2 separate regions of the Sus scrofa genome follow, and region 2 is linked to region 1. A link is a contact called in public HiChIP or PLAC-seq data. All regions are on one chromosome and are shown on one strand. The core of a region is the stretch at or near the end of the contact, and the rest is flanking DNA. Distances in the headings are between cores, read along the strand shown. Region 1 overlaps GALK1 (galactokinase). Region 2 overlaps SAP30BP (SAP30-binding protein).

Region 1 (2,529 bases), core at 21-2,520:
GGTACCTGCATACCAGTACTACTCAGCCACAAAAAGAATGCGATAACGCCATGTGCAGCCACGCGGATGGACCCAGAGGTGATCACTAAGTGAAGTCAGAAAGAAAGGCAAATGTCATGTGATAGCAGCCGCATATGGAATCTAAACCACGACAACAATGAACTTATCTACACCACAGAAACAGACTCACAGACAGACGGACTTGTGGGTGCCAAGGGGGTGGGGGGTGGGAGAGGGAGCGGCTGGGAGTTGGGAGTCAGCAGATGTGAGCTCTTCTACGTGGAGGGGGCAAACCGCACGGGCCTGCTGTGGCGCAGGGAGAACTAGAGTCACGATCCTGGGATAAAGCAGACGGAGAAGAAGAAAAGGAACGTATGTGCGTGTAACACAAACACTGCTGCACCCCAGAAACGAAGCCGACGTTGGAAATCAACGACACGTCAACAAGATAAAGGGGACACTCGCAGCATCCGGGCCGCAGGGAGGACCCGAGCGGGCACACGTAGAGCTCCCAGCAAGGTGCCTGGCACACAGTGGGTGCGCCATAAGCAGCAGTTTGAGCCCCACACTGGATGCTTCCTCAGCTTCCAAGGGGGACACAATGCTGCCTTCGAGAGTCCAAGACAGGGCGTTCCCACGGGGGCTCAGTGGAAACGAATCTCACTGGTATCCATGAGGATGCAGGTTCGCTCCCTGGCCTCGCTTAGTGGGTTAAGGATCCGGCATTGCCCTGAGCTGTGGTATAGCTCACAGTCATGGCTCAGATCTGGCATTGCTGTGGCTGTGGTGTAGGGCAGTGGCTACAGCTCCAGTTCGATCCCTAGCCTGGGAACCTCCATATGCCGTGGGTATGGCCCTAAGAAGACAAAAGACAAAAAAAAAAGAGTCCAAGACAGAACAGGAGGGAAAAGTCCTGCTGGTGCTCTTGCTGGACTAACGATGGTGTGTGCGAGGGCCAGGGCTCCAGAGTTGGGGTACAGACCAGGTCTGCCTGGGGCACCCCAAGAAACTGGCGGGCTGTCCTACTGGATAACACTGAAGGGGGCAGAGCAAGCTGAGTGCCGTCAAGACTGTCACAACTTCATTCCAGGTGCCAGAGAGATTCCAGGGAAGGCCCAGAGCTGAGCTCTAGCTGATGAAAGTGAAAGTGGGGGCGCTGGGGGACAGGGAGGAACAGGTGCCAGGGGCCCAGCTGTTAAACAGCCAGAAACCACGAGGGCCCTGAGGGAGGAGGAAGAGGCGGGGAAGAGGTCAGAGGCCAGAGCAGGAAGGGGACAGGGAGCTCTCGGAGGTGACGCTGAAGTTTCAGCAGGAGTGAAGCAATAACAGACGAGGGGAAGTCAGGAGGAGGCAGCCGGGGAAGAAGAGGAGTCCGCAGGGGGGCCGGGACCCTAGTGGAAATGGGGGGCCGTGGTCCCCTCTGAGTCCTCCCGGGAGCAGCGGTGGCTGGTGCCCCGTGCTGGGGACAAAGCCTGGAGCAGGTCTGGGCAGAGTAGCAGGACTGGGAGCAAGCAGACCAGGCACTGAGGAGGCGGGGGGTCGGGGGGACCCCCGGGGAGCTGTCACAGAGGGCGGCCTGGGGGACAGGGTACTGAGGGATGCGGAGGAATGAGAAGGCGGGGGCTGCGCGGGGCTGGGACGGAGACTCCGTTTTAGGTTAGAAAACTGGGCCTGTTTCAAAGCAGGAGAGAAGCCAGGCAGAGGACAGAAAGGAAGGCAGAGGGGAGCCCGTTCCCCAGGTCGAGGGGGATCCCGGGGTGGGAGGGAAGGGCGGCAAAAGCGCTTGAGGGTGAAGACCTCGGCCAAGGTCACCTGCACAGAGCAGGCGGGGCGGGTCCGAAGGCGACAGCTGACCAAGAAGTTCACCAAGAAGATGGTCCCTGAAATGGGCATCCCCACAGGGCCAGGAGGGCACAACTGCCAACGCCAGCAGCAGGGCCCTGCGTGCGGTTAGGGGTATGGGCTTTGGAGCTGATGTGCCGGGGTTCAAGGCTCAGCACTGCCACTCCCTGAACATTCCACATGCAAAAAAAAACGGGCCTAAGAATATCTGCTCCCTCCATAGAGTTGTGGGAGAATTACATGAGTTAATATTTATCTGACCTTTAAACTGTTAAATAGACTAACTTCCTAGCCACGTATATCAGGAACGTTCAAAATACATGTTATCTTTTAACTCTGTGGTCCTAGTCCTAAGAATCGAATCCTCAGAAAGTAGCGAGAAAACGCCAAGAAAGACCAGTGTATAAAAATATGCATCAGTGTCAGGTGTGATTATCAAAAAATAGTTAAATAAATTACAGTGTACTGGAGTTCCTGTCGTGGCTCAGTGGTTAACGAACCCAACTCGTATCCACGAGGAGGTGGGTTCAATCCCTGGCCTTGCTCAGTGGGTTAAAGATCCGGCGCTGCCATGAGCTGCAGCGTAGGTCTCAGATGTGGCTCGGATCCGGCGTTGCTGTGGCTGTGGTGTAGGCTGGCAGCTGTAGCTCGGCTTCGACCCCTAGCCTGGGAACCTCCATATGCCGC
Region 2 (2,529 bases), core at 21-2,520, 69 kb before region 1:
TTGGGATTTGGTAGCGTTTCTTGTGTATGCCTCCAGGCAATCTCTAGGCTAAGGACGGGGTGGCAGCACCCCTGCGTATATGATTAAGTCTGTAGGACCAGCCCTTCCGTTTGAGTCAACGCAGACATTACTCACTGGGGCACCATGGATTCTTGAGCTGTCTCCCCTGATCATTGCAGTTGAAAGGTGGTAGATCTGGCCACCTTCCCCTAAAGTCAAGAGTCTAATGCCTGCTTTGCCTGTGACCTGCTGCAGACTCATCCTCGGAGAGGAATTTTTCCTCCTTGGTCGTGCATGTCGGCTTCCCCAGCGGTTGCGCTTCATAGAAACCATTACTCTTTGCAGCCTCCTAGCCTCGGCGGGGGAGCTGAGACGTTGGGAAGTGGTATTCCTGGGCTTTGGAGTCAGGCTGGGGTTTGACTTCCAACATTGCCAGTTACAGGGCAAGAAGCTGCTTTGCTGTGTTTTGCCTCGGTTTACTCATCCGTAAGACGGGCGTGATAATGTCTGCCCCGTGCGATTGTCCTCAGGCTTGACTTGTGTGTGTGAGCTTTTAGTGAGTTCTCTTTAGGGTGTGAGACGGCGAATATGTGCTCAGTCCCGAGTCTTGGTTTTATTATCCTACCGGCCCCCGTGTTCCGCCTCCCACACCCCATGAGCCTTTGAGTGCTGATTAGGAAAAAGTAAAGTTACAGCATGACTCACCTAAGACCAGAGGAGGAAATGGCCCTTGACCATTGCTGGCGTGTGAGCCATCCACTCGTAACTTCTCACCGTTGTGGTGAGGCCTTTGAACTGTTGAAATCGCCCAGGCCTGTGTAACATTGGCATTTCCTTGCTCTCGCCGCAGTGAATGGCCAAGGGCCAGCTGGCCTTCTTCGGGCCTGGTCTTTAGCACGGCTGGGGTTGCCTGTGCAGTGCAGGTGACAGAATTTCCACGCCAGGGAGGACTCACCCAGCCCCAGGCTGGGATCTGTGAGTCTGTCGGTGGTGATGTGATCTGAGCATCAGACAGGAGGGCAGGCTGCGGAAGCGGCTCTGTTGTCCGGACTGAGAGAAATCCAAGGCAAGTCGTTCGTCTTGCCACCTTCCGAAGGCCTGGCTCCGTCCCGAGCCAAACACCCCTGGGAGGAATGTAATTGCTGGAAGTCGAGATCTCCTGCAAAGGGAAGACTGACCATTATTCTCCCTCTGACCACTCCCCCACCCACCCCACCCCCGGCTCCACCGCAGCTGCCAGCGGGGCCTTGACGGCACTTGCTCCCAGAAGCCCCCGCCCCTGCACGGTTCTGCGTCCGAGAAGGAGCCGCTGCGTGCCCAGTCCACCCGCCCATCAGCCGTACAAGCCCCAACATACTTCCTTCCCTTCAGGTCCAGATGCCACGGATTGCTAACCAAGGCGTGGCTGGAGCCTCCTTCCCCCGTTGGGATTTATCTTTTTGAAATGGGTGATGCAGAAGGCGAGCTCCCGTCCTTAGGGATCTGGCACGTCTCACCTTCGTTCTGTGGTTTTAATCCATGTCCTTTGCGACGCAGCTGAGTGATTTCTGGGTTTGACAGGCTTTTCCTTATGTGTATTCTTAACTCTGGAGTTAGGTGGGTTTTCCCCGAGCAGGGCCGTGGAGGTCCTGGCCTGCCCTCTGGCCCTGTAGCTGGTCGCTCCTCTTCCTACCAGTGTGTACATGAGAACTGGTCAGTACTTCCTCGCTCCGGGCTTCCTGCTGACTCCCTTCCATTCGCCCCGATGTTTGTTAATCTAACGCTGCAGCTTGGCACCTGCCTCCCAGGCAGGGTCATGCTTTTGTCACTTGGTGGCCTGTTGCCATGTGCCTCGTGGACTTTGCTGTCCTCCTCGGCCTCACAAAGCTGCCTCCTTCGCCCTCGTCGGGCTCCAAGCTCCCGCTCCCCACCCTCATCACAACTCAAAGTGTAGAGACACTGGGTTTGTGGAAAACCTTTCAGAAAGACGCTCAGCCTGGCCCCAGCCCTGAGCCCGGCCCAGGTCCTTGATGTGAGCGACCTCCGTGCCCAGACAAGCCCTCCCCCCGCTGACACCCCCCCACACCCGCCCCGAAGTCCCTCTCCGAACATCTGCTCCAGCTTTCAAGAAACTCAGCATCTCCGCGTGTCTGGAATAACATCTGAGGCTACACTCGACATAGTCCGATAACAAAGTCTCCCCTTGGGAAGCGGCTCGGGCCAGAGCCTTGGCTCCACGTGGCGTCTGGCTGGTTCCACGTGACGGCGTCGGCGCCGTGCTGAGCATGTGGGCATCGCTGGCGACAGAATTTCCAGAAACAGAAAGAGGCGGTTCCTGTCCCCCTCCCGCCTTTGCTTCGGTCGACAAGGCCGGTTCTAGAGCTGGTTTCATTTGTCTTGGCAGCCGCCTGTTTAACCCTTTCCTGTAGAAAGCGTCCCTGTGCGGGGAGCCAAGCCTTCCTGGCAGTGAGCTGAGCGTGGAGGCGAGTCCATTGCATCCGAAGTGGCCCCACCAACTTCCGCCCATTTTTCTGATAAGTTGCGTGTTTC

What was found. HiChIP or PLAC-seq counts read pairs in DNA pulled down with a chosen protein or histone mark.
Region 2: an H3K27ac HiChIP or PLAC-seq map of alveolar macrophages shows a contact between it and region 1. The contact joins two enhancer-like sites. A contact is called at or near these places in 2 of 5 promoter capture datasets (fetal liver and skeletal muscle), 4 of 47 Hi-C or Micro-C datasets (alveolar macrophages, embryonic fibroblasts, psoas muscle and 1 more) and 2 of 2 datasets of contacts at active chromatin or transcription factors (alveolar macrophages and skeletal muscle).

The regions. Positions count from the first base shown.
Region 1 is chr12:5,645,477-5,648,005 of Sscrofa11.1, reverse strand. All of the region lies in intron 5 of GALK1 (galactokinase), which reads right to left. Among named protein-coding and RNA genes, the nearest start is that of GALK1, 4.7 kb to the right of the region's middle. Within about 2 kb of position 1,270, at least 14 of the 83 cell types and tissues checked have an H3K27ac peak or open chromatin away from gene starts, as enhancers often do. A contact at or near this core is called in alveolar macrophages, where this site is marked.
Region 2 is chr12:5,714,897-5,717,425 of Sscrofa11.1, reverse strand. All of the region lies in intron 3 of SAP30BP (SAP30-binding protein), which reads left to right. Among named protein-coding and RNA genes, the nearest start is that of SAP30BP, 16 kb to the left of the region's middle. Within about 2 kb of position 1,270, at least 35 of the 83 cell types and tissues checked have an H3K27ac peak or open chromatin away from gene starts, as enhancers often do. A contact at or near this core is called in alveolar macrophages, where this site is marked.